Linked DNA regions of Mus musculus: region 1 is linked to region 2. A link is a contact called in public Hi-C data. All regions are on one chromosome and are shown on one strand. The core of a region is the stretch at or near the end of the contact, and the rest is flanking DNA. Distances in the headings are between cores, read along the strand shown.

Region 1 (6,409 bases), core at 1,857-4,356, 260 kb after region 2:
GCGTTCCTCTGACATCTTTAAATTCCCAAGGTGCTTTCTTATGAGGTTCTTCAGACAAACAAGGTAGAAAAGCAATTACACATGCATTCACACATGCACTCACACATACATGCACACATACATGCATACACATACACAAACACAGGCCCACACACAAAGAAAGAGAGACCAAGTGTGTGTGCGAACGCTCGCGAGTACGTGCGCACATGTGCATGCATGAATGAGTGTGGATACACGTGTGTGAATGTGTCCCAGACTACTCACAAAATCTACCTGCACATTTGTCAGCATGGCCAAGTTTGGGTGTGGCATCAATTTTCAACTCCCAATTGCACTTCCTTCCCTCTCCCCAGCCCATCACTTCTAAAGAAGACCCGAATCCTGTTTCCTTGACAACCAGTCTCCCTCTCTCCCCACATTTTTAATGCTGTGGTGATAAGGTGTATTTAAACCCAGAAGCCATGTTCCCATGGTGACAGAAGACCCCCAGTAGGTTGCCATGGGAACAAGAGATGGCTTTGAAAAATGATAAAAGTAAGTCGGCTTTGCAAGTGATGACAGCAAAGTTAGAAGCCAGGGAGGCTAGAGAAGATGGCTCAGAAAGGCATTAGGTCATGGTTAATAGTCCAGCCTATCCTACCAGTGACCAGCCAAGGTCACAGAGGGCAGGAGATGTGACATTCCACTCCCAGCTCTGCTGCCAAGAAGACTGAGCAAAGCAGTGTAGCCGCTAGAATCTAAGGACAAGTACTCCCCATTTTCTCTTACTTGCTATTTGACCTTTTGCCTCACTCTTCTGGAAGGTATTCAGAAAAGAGAGCAACCAAGCAAGGCAGCGGAGGGTGGTGACCAAGAAGATGAGGACATTTGCTCCCTTCAGCTGCTCCACATCATGAAAGAAATCACTTGTAAGTTCTGAGATGTGATGCCCTTGCGGCCAAGAAGCGTTGCCACATTTCCCTCCCTACATCTTAGCATCAGCATTTCCAAATCTACAATAGAGTAGGAAGAACTCAACAGTTAATACTCTATACCTAGCAACCGGTTTCTACCATGAATGCGTTACTGCATATTTTCCTTGTTGTGTGTCCCTAGGTGTCAGCATTATTTCCTCTCTCTGAGTTTGCATAGCTAAATAGTGGGTAAATGAGGGTTCAAACCAGGTCAGGTCCTTACCCAAGCCTCTCTTCTTTCCACTACACTGCAGTTCGAGTGACCAAATATACCAGTGTGCCTGGCACTAATGTCTTTCTGTTTTCATGGTGTGGAGCCTAAAGTTGTTCACCCTAATCCCTGCATGATATTATTATTCTAGGGGAACTTAATGTGTGGCTTAAGGAAAGGGGTCTCCACATATGCACCATATTACTTCCTATTGAAACGGCTCTAAGTACAGAGCGATGGAACACTAAGAATTGGAGAGGATATGGAGCAGCTGGATCATGTATACACTGTTGATGGGAGGGTCAATGGATGCAACCACTTTGGTACATGGATGAATCTTAAAAATATGAATGTAAAGGTAAAAAGCCAGACACCAACGAGGCTATAACAAGTCTGGCCTTCAGTGGCAGACTTTAGAGAGGAGATCACTCCTGGGAAGGGAACAGGAAGTGTGGGCTGAGAAGTGAGAGGAGTCTTCCAAGGGTGTTAGACGTGTGCTGTGGCTTGATCCTGGGGTTCATTCACACGGGCACGTTCACTAAGCTGCATGCGGAAGGTGGAGTCAACCTTTCCTCCAGCGAGGTTATATTGAAGAGTTAGACAAAGGCAGAGACTAGCAGTCCAAAGACAAAATTTACAAGTGCAAAGAGGGGAGAGTAAAGGACAGTATAGACGGACACTACACTGAGGATGCCACTCAGTCCCGGGGGAACTGAAGACACGCAGTGTGCTTGCAACTTACCTTCCTACTCTGGAAAGTCTATCCACAGAGTCTGCTGGGACCAGGAATTTTCCACCACATCTTACAGGGCCAGAACAAGTAGCTCACAGGCAGAAATGGAAAGGGGGGGGAGGGAGGAAGGGAGGGAAAGAGGGAGGGAGGGAAAGAGGGAGGGAGGGAAAGAAGGAGGGAGGGAGGGAGGGAGGGAGGGAGGGAGGGAGGGAAAGAGGGAGGGAGGGAAAGAAGGAGGGAGGGAGGGAGGGAAAGAAGGAGGGAGGGAGGGAGGGAGGGAGGGAGGGAGGGAGGGAGGGAGGGAAAGAAGGAGGGAGGGAGGGAGGGAGGAAGGAAAGCTGCATTTTAAGAGTAGAAAAGTCACATGCCCTTAAGAAGCAGAAAGATTTTCCTCTCCTGTCTGAACTGAGGGTAAGTGGAGAAAACAGATTTAGGAATTACCCTGGGGGCAGCTTGTAGGAAATTAATAACCAGAAACAAAGTCAAAGCTGTTTATGTCTATCCCATCCCTAGAGAAAGAGTCCTGTTTGGGACATTTGGGTCTCCCTGGGAAAGGTGTGTCCCTGCTGAAGACAGGGACACGTGATCTCAGTGCCACATTTGTGCCTCCTGTGCACTCCTGCCAAGCTTTCCCCTTCTCTCCAGGTGCCCTCAGAGTCTAGCCCAGTGCACAGAGATTTCCTCCTTGGATGTCTGGTCCTGCAGACGAGAAAGGATTGCCAACTCACTCTGCTCTCCCTGAGTCCCACAACAGCCACCTCCAGCAGACAAAGGCTTCCCTCTCCCACAGAGAGCCGGGGAGGTCGGGGCAGGTGGGCGAGACAACCCCCATTCTTCTGGGCCCTCCTGGACCAGATACCTAGGCTCCGTCCTTTCTCTTTTCATTTTGTCTGGATTAGTTTCCCATTGCCTCATAATTCACACTTCCTGTCTAGGCTCCAAAGCCCATAGCCAGAGGATCCCTCCAGTGTGGAATGCCGCTTAATACCTTTAACATGCCTGCTTCTAAGGCTAAGAACAGGAGAAATACATATTTTCATGTTACATCTCTATCCATCTCTATATTTTTTAACATGTCATTGTGCCACTTTGTGCAAGATTGCCATTTTAAGTGGAGGGTTGGCCTCCCTCCAGGACTTGATGCATCGGGGTCAGGTGACCTCTACGGCAGCTGTAATTTTTCTGCTGAGCTTCCATAATTCGATGGGTTAGCCTGGGGAGTTTTCATCACCTCGGTGAGTTGCAGTGAGTAGCTCTTGAAAGGGAGGGGACAGCGTTTAAAGAGCAGGAATTCTTGCCTGCTTTCCTCTTCCTCCTCTCCATTTTCTAGGGAAAGGGGCAATTAAGTCCTTGTCTGGACTGAGGAAAGATTGAAGAATACTATGTACACACTGAACTCCTTAGGTGCCTGTGATATTGTTCACAGAAGCAAAGGCAAACAGAGCCACAGCCTTGATCATTTATAGCTACAGACTATTGGGAGCTGAAGCCCAAGGATGTTTACTGAAGCCAACCATAGATAACCACTTGCCTTTGTCTGGGGAAAAAGAAAAAAAGGAATCACTCCCTTGACATCTGTGTCAAGGTCATGGTCTAGACCTTCCTTGGACCCAGAAGGACTCAATCTGTAGACCCTGCAGCCCATCAGGACTGGACTGCCCAGAGCACGTGACCTCCCAGCCAGCAGCTTAAAAATGTAAAGTTGGAGGTTGGTCTTAAATTCATCTGTGAAGGAGTGTCAAATGAGAGAGACATCCTCCTCATGTCTGTGTGACCTTTGGGACTAGAATACAGAGGCTCTTTTCCCTGCTCCGCCCGCCACCCCAGGAGGACCCACAAATGTCCTCCCCTAGTGCTCTGGGGGTAACTGTACCTTGTGCCCAAGATCCTATGGTAAATCCCCCCTCCCTTCAAGTGCCTATTTAGAACCGGGAAAAGAAACAGAGGGGAAAATTATATAAAATATGTGTATTTTCTGCAATTCCTTTGGGTGATATCCCTAACAAGCCACAGCTGCAAGCAGCTCAGCTGAGCAAATGACGGGAGTGTATAAATATCTAGAACCACCGTGTCGCCAATTCAGTTCTCCTACTGCGGTCCCACATAGCCGCTTTTAACTTCTCCAAGAGATTTCAGAGGGAAAGAAGCCTGGGTTCCTGGCCAGGCCCTAGATACACAGTGAACAAAATCGGCCTGTGGTTTGTATTAGAAAGACTGGCCTGTTGGTGTAAGTGAGCACATGGGTACACACGGGTGCTCATGCATGCATGTGCACATGTAAATGTGCAAGCATGTGATGTGAGCATCTTGGAGGCTGGGAAGAAGGCTGCAGAGATAGGGAAGATGAATACCAACCACTAAAAGTTCTGATTTCCATGCCCCTGATATAGGACATTTGTTTACATGTGAGGGCAGGAGGGGAAATTAAACAATGATTTTCAAATCCCCAAAGAACTCTTAGGCAGCAAATGGTATCCAGCTGTTTTCCACCCCTGCCCTACTTTCCCATCTGCTGCCCGTTTTAGGTGGTGCCTATGGGACAAGAGCACTCACCACCTTTTGGTTGGCAAAGCCCTGGGCATTTTGGCATGTGAACTACACAGACCATCCCCTCAGAGATGGGAGTTGGCACAACCTGACTTTGCAAAGTTGACCATACTCTGAGTCTATACCATCTGGTAGAAGGGCCTTGCTTAGTGAGAAAGTAGGCCTGAGGCCAAAATGAGCAAGGCTCTGGAGTTCTCAGGGCATGGTGCCATGCCACTGGTGCCAGATACCAGACTCACTCTCTGGATCCCCTGAGAGCAGTTAAGAAAAGATCAAGACGGGTGATTTGGAAGACCTCCCAGTGGGCATCTGGATCCTGGCCATGGAAACCAAATCAAATCCTTGGGCTGTGAGAGTATGGTACATGCATATGCAGTAATTCATTCACCTTTTCAATAGACAAGAACAGCCACCCCTCCCCCACTGCCAGAAGCCAGCTCAGGCTTTGGTGTTGCCTGTGATTATTGATATTCATTTGCCCTAATAAATAGGGTAACATGACCTTAACAGAAAAGAGAGGTTTCCTCTTTTGATGGATGTAGAAGAATTTTGTTACCATGGCCACTATTTCTCAGCTCCTGTGGAAAGTCCTGACTCTAGAAATGCAAATTGTTGGGGACTTGCAACCTAGAGGAATGTGGCTCCAAAAGGAGGGGGCACTGAGGACATGTCTGCCTTCTGCCTCTGACCAAGTCATTCATACCTGGAAAGCAACTAGTCTGGATGCTGGTATGAGGGCTTAGAGGATTATATGATCTAGAGACTTGGGGACCAGTCTGTATTTTACCCTAGTAGCCTCACTCCAATGTTGTGTTCTATTTATTTTAGCTTATTAGTCACAATGTCACTGCTAAATCTCAGAGAGCAAAGGATCCTGGCTCCATTTTCTCACTTTGGTACCATCCTTGGGCTGAGCATTGGTCATGCATCTGTTGGCATAGCTTGACCCCTTCCTTTGTCTTTCCATTGCTGCTCTTTCCTCCTTGGCCATGGTGTTTGTTGACTGGCCTGACATACGTCCCTGAGAGTTTCCTGAAGACTGCTTGGCTGAATGAACAAATGGGTCGTAATAGGACACAAATGAACCCTTCATTTTGCTTAAAAGTCTAGAATCCAGCTTTGAAGAGGAGATAAGGGACCATGCTGAGTTCTTTCTAAATGAGGATGGAAAGCAGAGATGGCTGAGCCTTCTCTGAGGATCTACCTCCAGCAGTTCTTCTATAAGCTCATCTCATTGTATGAGTCTGTCTGGGAGACAGCAAGGTTCCTTCAAGATCAACAGACTCTCTTCTTCCATGCTGATTAGGTGGGAAGCATCATGTTAGCCTCTCAGTGTTCCTTAAGCTACAGTCTTCATGCCCAACACCCTGACCCTGCTCATGGATCAGGACTCCAACTTAATCCATCCCCACGTAGTAAATGAAACTCTCAGCTCATGCTTTCAAATTTCTATTGCTTTCATTCTTTCTTTTTTGTTGTTAGAGACTGTGTAGGCCCAAAAGACCCCTACAGCATGAATAGCATTAGGTCCCTGGTGTAAGGCAAGCAACCCCAGGTCAGACGTCCCTGAAAGCTCATCAGTTCCCCTGGTCCTCTGCTTCTGTCACCATACTGGATGTCTATGTCTCTTATTCTCCAGTTACTTTTTTTCAGATCTACAAATAATGATGATGATGAAGAAGAAGAAGAAGAAGAAGAAGAAGAAGAAGAAGAAGAAGAAGAAGAAGAAGTGGTGCTTACTATATGTATGTCATGCTCTGTGTAAGAAGGTTCACACACATTATTGAACACCATCCACCATGACATGGAAGCAATTGTGACTAGTGTCTACAGAAGATGAGAAAACATAAGATGGTTAAGTAACTCATTTAAGTTGAAAAGCTAATGAGTGGGTATAAGAACTGATCAACCCCAAGCTCTCTCAACCATAACACTCTTATCCCATATTTTTCTCTGACCTTAGAG
Region 2 (6,549 bases), core at 3,730-6,229:
TGTTGCCCAAGGCAAGCAGGGACAAGCTGGCCTGCTGGTCAGAGCTGACTGGTCCACATCCGGTCTGGTGCCACTAGGACTTTATGGCTCATGTCTTGCATCAGGACCTGTGGAGACCACACGGGTGTTGCTATTGTCAGTTTCTGTTTGCTGAAGATCCTTGACAAATGAAGTTTATTTCTGAGACGACTCTCTCTGAGTGTAGCCCAAATAAAGAAAAAAGGCACCACACACACATACACACACCACAGAGGCACACATATGTGCAACACACACACACAGAGAAACACATATATTTATATTTGTTTTGTGAGAAAATCAGAATGATGGTAAGTCATAACCACCACAAGTATTACTGGTATGTCACTGAAAGTATCTCACTTATAGATGTCATAAAAAATAAGATAGATTGTTATTACTTACAATTTCTATGTGTAGTCAACAATCCATCTTTTCTCATTCTGTTGAAGGAATGCTGTCAGAATAACAGGGAGAAAGTTATTACTATAAAGTTATGTACTATAGTTGTTACATGTAGATTCTTCTATTTATTTATATGTAAAACTACAAACATAAGCATGAGTACCAGTATTAGCCAACCTGATTGTTAGTGTTTCTACATGGTGTGCTAAACATTAGGTATCTAGGCTACTTAATCCCAACAACAACTTTCTGAACGTGTCTATTGTGTTGTTCCATTTTATAGACAGGTAGCTTGAGTCTTGAGGAGGACAAGTAAACTGCCCCATCACAAGATCAGTGCATTATTGAACCAGGGTGCAGGTTCTTTTGGATTCTCAAGGGCCTTACTGTGATCTTTCTAGAGTGATCATATGATAAAGCAATTAATTTGAAAATGTCGGTGCTGACTTTGGGTGACAAATTACTTATGACATCCTATACAGATTAGCCTAAGAGTTGCTGGTGGAGAAAGACAAGGGAGAGGGGTGTGAATGCCAGGAAGCCAATGTGCAGGTCTTAGTGTCACTTTGTATTGTGACCTTGATCAAGTCACTCCTGGCAATACCCATGTCATCCTCCAGGGATCCCTTCCAGGTAGATGAGGCTTTAGACATCTGTATTGAGTGTCAAGGAGAGCTGGATTGGAAAGGGGAGTGTCTGACTTCTCTCTACCAGAGGAAATGTGAGCAAAGGGTTCTCCAGGTAAGGTGGGCCTCTGCAGCAATCAGGCCAGTGTTCCAGCACCTGGTCAGAAGGAATCAGGTGTGCCAAGGAGAAGAGATCGGTGTCTCTTGAAATGCCACAGAGGAAGATGCTGCATCCCAAGTAAAGGTATGGGCACCAGAGGTCCTAAGCCAGTGGTGGGGACTAGAATGATCTTTAACAAGGGCATGGAAAAAGAAATGTAATGATTGTGCAAGCCAGAAGGACTGAGGGAGATATGAAAAACAAGAGATTTGACCAAAGATTTAAAAGAAGATGAGAATCTCCTGAACTGAGTACAAATTTTGTATGCTCCCTCACTCACTGGAGTCCCCTGGACCCCACACATCTCCTTCTCCAGATCTGATTAACATCTCACTGCAATGACCCTAACTAAAACAGAATCACTGTCCCAAAGTATCCTTCATACGAGACCAGGCTTTACTGAAGCTATACTGCAGATTTTCTGGAGTTCTGGGAGCCAAGATTGGTCTCTTTCAGGTCTAGGAGAAAGCCGTTGGGTTTCCTCACCTGGATATCGGCTTCACATATAGTGTTCATGTTACAGAATCCTCCCCTCCATCCCGCTGGAAGTGCAGGCCAGTCTGATCAGAACATCCTAAGCAGATCCATCGGACTGGCTGTCATCCTGAAACTCCATCTCTGATAGAGGATGGAGGAGTCTATTTGCAGCCATGCAGGACCTATAAAGAGAAGTTGAAGAAATAATTAAATGGCTAATTTGACACTTGGTCCTTTCTTCCCAATCTCTGTTCACCTAAGATACATAAAACCTAATGAATCGAGCGTTGAGCTGGACCAAGCCATCTGCCATTTCAAGCTTGGGAGTCTCTCTACACTCCTTTTCTCCTCCAGGTTCCAGAGTATGGCCGCCCTTTCTACACTTTGCTGGGGGAGCTTCCCACAGGAGTCACAGCTCCTTCCTCTTGGCTGAGATTCATCAATAACAACCTGTTCCATTTCACTTCACTGTTTAAAATGGACCCACAAGTCTAGGGACTGAGTTAACTGTACTAACACCACATTTGTCTGGGCATCATTAGAATTTATAAAAACAAAACAAAACAAAACAAAAATAACAACTCCCCCCAAAAACAAAAACAAAACAAAACAAAAAATTCCTGAACTTGACAACTGATGCTTATCTTTTCAGGAGCCAAAATAACTTCTTTTAAAAATTTATCATTTTTAGCAGACATTTTTCAAAAGCACGTTATGCATTTGCCTTCTCCTTTTACTAGAGACTCCCAGTTGTCCTCTGGTGGGATGTAAACTGACTGCCTCAGTTACCTAAGATCAGCTTTCACTCCCCTGGCTGTCCAATGTCCATCTTTGATGGCTGGCCTCTTTGACTGTTTCTGCATGTTCTGCTGTAGGTAGTGCAGAGCCTAGAAACCCATTTTCTGAGCTGGTATATCCAGATGCATCACTGGGACCTTCTACGGGGCCCTGAAAGGCCAGGTGCTAGGTACAACAGAGGTAGAATGTTGTGATGGCTGGATTGGAGTGGTCAAATGCTTTGGAGATTATTGGAGTGTGTGGTTTGTTTTTATTGGACTGATGGAAAAACTATGGAAATTTCTAGTTAGGGGCATTCACTGTATGTTAAATCTCCAGTCCTTTCTGACAGGCAGAATGTCACAGAGCAAAAGACAGGAAATGAGTGAATTTGTTCCACCAGACTCTGTTAGGCCTGCTCACATACTGCATTTACATCTCATTCTATGATCTAGAGATGCAGAGACACCTATGTTATTGAGATCTAAAGGGAAGATCAACAGTGGTGGTAATGGATTTCAGAATAAGAGTCCAACTCAAGTCTCCCTGGCATTAAAGCCTATTGCCATTTTGTTCAATATGCTTTCCTAAAAATTAAGATTCTCTTTAGTAATGAATAAGATGTTATATGAAGCTTTAACATAAATATTTTAGCAGCAGGGATGCTCTTGTTAAAGAACTAAGCTTCTGTAGGCCTGAAGGTTCTATTGGAACCCCAGAGCTTCAAGGAATCCACATTGAGAAGCATCGTATCCAGTCCTTTCTGTTTCTTCAGATAGGTACCAAGGTAGCACCTGTGATGTGGGAGTTTGCATCTAGGCTAATCATGTGAAGAAAGTGATGGCCTAGATGGTCGTACCCCAGAAGGTGCATAAAGCAGGCATGAAGCTCAGCTTAAGCCTATGTCCTCTATGGTCTCTCTCTTACTCAAGAGAGAAACTGGGTATTATGGGCCTGCATCCTTGGGACCCAGGCTTTTCCTAGTTGATAACTGTCTCTCTTCTCCTTGGCACAAATTGGCTCTGTCAGTCTGGGAAGCAATCAATTTTCAGTAGAACATCCAGCATCCATAATCTGTAAGACATATTTGAGGACTCCTGCCTGAGTCTCATTGGCCAAATGACCCAGGAGGTCTAGAGGGGCAGCACCACTGACTTCTTGCCCAGACCTAGATATATACAACCAGTTGCTGACCCAGATGGGGTAAACAATCAGTTGCTAACCTCCATACTCAGATCCCAGCACACAATCAGTTGTAGCTGCAGGTGGGCTGATTCGAAGATCTGGTTAGTGAAGGATGGGTTTAAGAGTTTATAGTCTGGAGTCAAGAAAAGTGGGTTATAATAATTCTGCCTCTAGAGAAATTAAGTTAAAATGTCCTTTCATATTCCTAAGCCTGAAAGCTCTAAGCTGCAAACATGGGGACTCAACAGGATCTTACAACAGGGTGATACAGGTCTAAAATAGAGCAGTGCCTATCTGGGACCTGACACATTGTAAGAACTTCACATTGGTTGGTCACTGTTGCTAAGGTTGTTGTTCCTATCATTACCTAACCAGGCAGGATTAGGAGTCAGAAATAAGCCAGAGTAATAATTAAAGAGCAGAAAGCTACATAGGACCCAGTTATAATATTTAAATTAATTTAACAATAATTAGTGTAATTATTCAAATTTTATTAGGGAATGCCACGCTGGGGCTTACTCTCCCAGTGGAGATACCAAGTAGCTGGACATTTTGTACTTGGACACAAGGAAAAGCTAAGTAGACCTCTCTGTAGACAGAGGTGAGCCATGGCGACAGATAAATCTCATTAAGATAGAGGAAGAGGGGGAGGAATTAAAGAAAGGGTTCAAAGAGGACTCTCCTCTCTTAGCCAAGAGGAGACACCTGTAAAAAAGAAGCTAAGAAGAAATAACCAACATGGGAGAAGGAAAGTCTAGGGTTCTCAAGGCCAGGGAGAGAGGAGTCAAGAATGAGGGGTGGGCTCGTGTTGAATGCTTTGTTGGCCGAGCATCTGACACTGAGGTTGTTGGACCTACATGGGACCAGCTTTATGCGGGGAACAGGCACTGAAGCCTGATTTGGGCTGGTGGATATAGAGAAGATGAGGAGGAGTCGATGTCCATTATTAGCACTGAGCATGCTTTTCCGGTGGTTTTTTTTTTTTTTTTTAATGAGACCTCTCTATGGGGATTAGAATAATTGTGCGTTCTGATGATAAACACAATGCTAGGAAGGGAAAAAGAGGGCCCTCCTCAGAGGGTGCACTGGGAGTACATCTGGGAGTGGATTTCATTACGTGGGAAGATAGGACTTAAAAGTCTGCGGAAGTGGCTTTCCCTGTAATGCCTGATGCAGCTAGTATCAAGGTAATGGAGCACTGGACACAACTTTCTCTGCCATGTACTGTGCTGCACAATCATTGTCTCACGTCACACAGGGACTGTCCAGACCCCTGGGACACTTGCCTGCCCAGGCAAGCTTGGGGCGACGCCCAGTCTGGTCTTACTGCCAAGTGCCATGGGACAGGTGGCCTGGGATGAATCAGACAGCTAATTAGTACTCTGTCCCCGCCTAAAAGGAGCCAGAGACGTATAAATTGCTCCCAAGAGGGAAGAAAAGAGGCAGAGAAAAAGGGAGGTAGGGAAATCAACAGAGGTTACATCAGAAAACAACATCATCCAAACAGCCTCACATCCCAAGCCGGCGTGTCTTCCCCAGCACAGTTGCAGAGGTGGCTGGCACCCCAAGGGCCCTGAGATAAGGCACCTTGACATCTGTGCCTCATTATTAGAGTGAAGTGCCACCTCCCTGCCCAAGTGTGGCTGGAGATTACTGTCTCATATCTCCACTGTTTCTGGTCACATAACTCTGAAAATTTATTATAGAAGGTTCAACACTCCACTTGCTCCTCAGCAAACCCATGTTTTCCCCCTAGTAAGAATCCCACCAAAGCAGTAGCCAATTCAGTATCAGCCTCAAGGAGGAAGAGAACAGTGGAAAGCAATGTCTCAGAGCATTGGTAAGGAAAAGGCTACCCAGTTGTGGTTTAATCATGGATCAGACACTAATGTCTTGCCTGCCTCTGAGGGGATCAATCAATTTCCTTTTGAGGGACTTGGGAACATGAAAGGTCCAACTACCTACATTTCTGACATTGAAGAATCCACGACTCCTAAAACATAACTTTTATGTTCCTGTCCTTGCATCCTAACTTTTGAGTATAGCATTGCTGCTGATCTCGGTTCTGTGTGGGCCGACATAGTGAGAGAGAAACTGGAGGTGGGAAGAAGAGTGAAGTAATTATTCATTTGAGAGGCAGGGAAGGAAGTCTTAAGTCTGTAATTAAAGATGACTGCCCACATGAGCACGTCCAGTGCCCAGATCTTGGCTTTCAGTGTAATTCTCTAATAAAAATACTCAGTGGTCCCTGGAGAAATAGCTCATTCGAGGATTGAGGTATGATGAGTACTAGAAAAGCTGACAGCATCGTAAGGTGTCCGAAAATATGGGGCGTGCACACACACACAAACAAACAGACACACCGGTGAGGGTATGATGTCACAGGGCTGTAACTGAGCAAAGTTGGGAGATTTGGGAGAAGTAAAGAAATATTTTATCAACAACCAAGGTATGAGGTAAATATTCATGAGTCTCTGTTGGCATAAGTAAAATGATTGAATGAATATGTACATACATTTCCTTGAATGGAGAAGAGGCAGGGCTCTTGTGCATAAGACTATCTAGACATTTATGGGAATATGTTGCCTTCAATAGTATATCTTTCTACTCTGTGATTGTGGGCTTCAGATGGTAAATGCCTCTAAAAAAGTATAGAATGAAAAGAAGAACTAAAAAGTGACTTTACAGGCTAGAACTTGGTAAAAGCCTACCTCACATGGGTGACCAACATCAACATTAGCCATGTCATTCACGTTGACATCGTGCAGTCTTGATATGAAATGATGGCAAGGGCACATTACCTCTGTGGTCTTATGCCCACCAAACCATAATCCCATTGAGAACCAAGAGATTTAGCCTACTGAGTAGCATCCTACCAACAACACCTTATCAGGTATTCAT

Evidence for each region. Hi-C and Micro-C count contacts between places; a contact is called where the count stands out from the background.
Region 1: a contact with region 2 is called in a Hi-C map of the N1E-115 cell line, with 2.7 times the contacts expected there. The contact joins two enhancer-like sites. A contact is called at or near these places in 1 of 484 Hi-C or Micro-C datasets (the N1E-115 cell line) and 7 of 115 datasets of contacts at active chromatin or transcription factors (SST interneurons, embryonic basal ganglia, embryonic hindbrain and 3 more).

What each region holds. Positions count from the first base shown.
Region 1 is chr9:50,138,320-50,144,728 of GRCm38.p6, forward strand. No RefSeq gene overlaps it. Among named protein-coding and RNA genes, the nearest start is that of 2310003N18Rik, 92 kb to the right of the region's middle. Within about 2 kb of position 3,107, at least 27 of the 459 cell types and tissues checked have an H3K27ac peak or open chromatin away from gene starts, as enhancers often do. A contact at or near this core is called in the N1E-115 cell line, where this site is marked.
Region 2 is chr9:49,879,957-49,886,505 of GRCm38.p6, forward strand. No RefSeq gene overlaps it. Among named protein-coding and RNA genes, the nearest start is that of Gm25633, 57 kb to the left of the region's middle. Within about 2 kb of position 4,980, at least 20 of the 459 cell types and tissues checked have an H3K27ac peak or open chromatin away from gene starts, as enhancers often do. A contact at or near this core is called in the N1E-115 cell line, where this site is marked.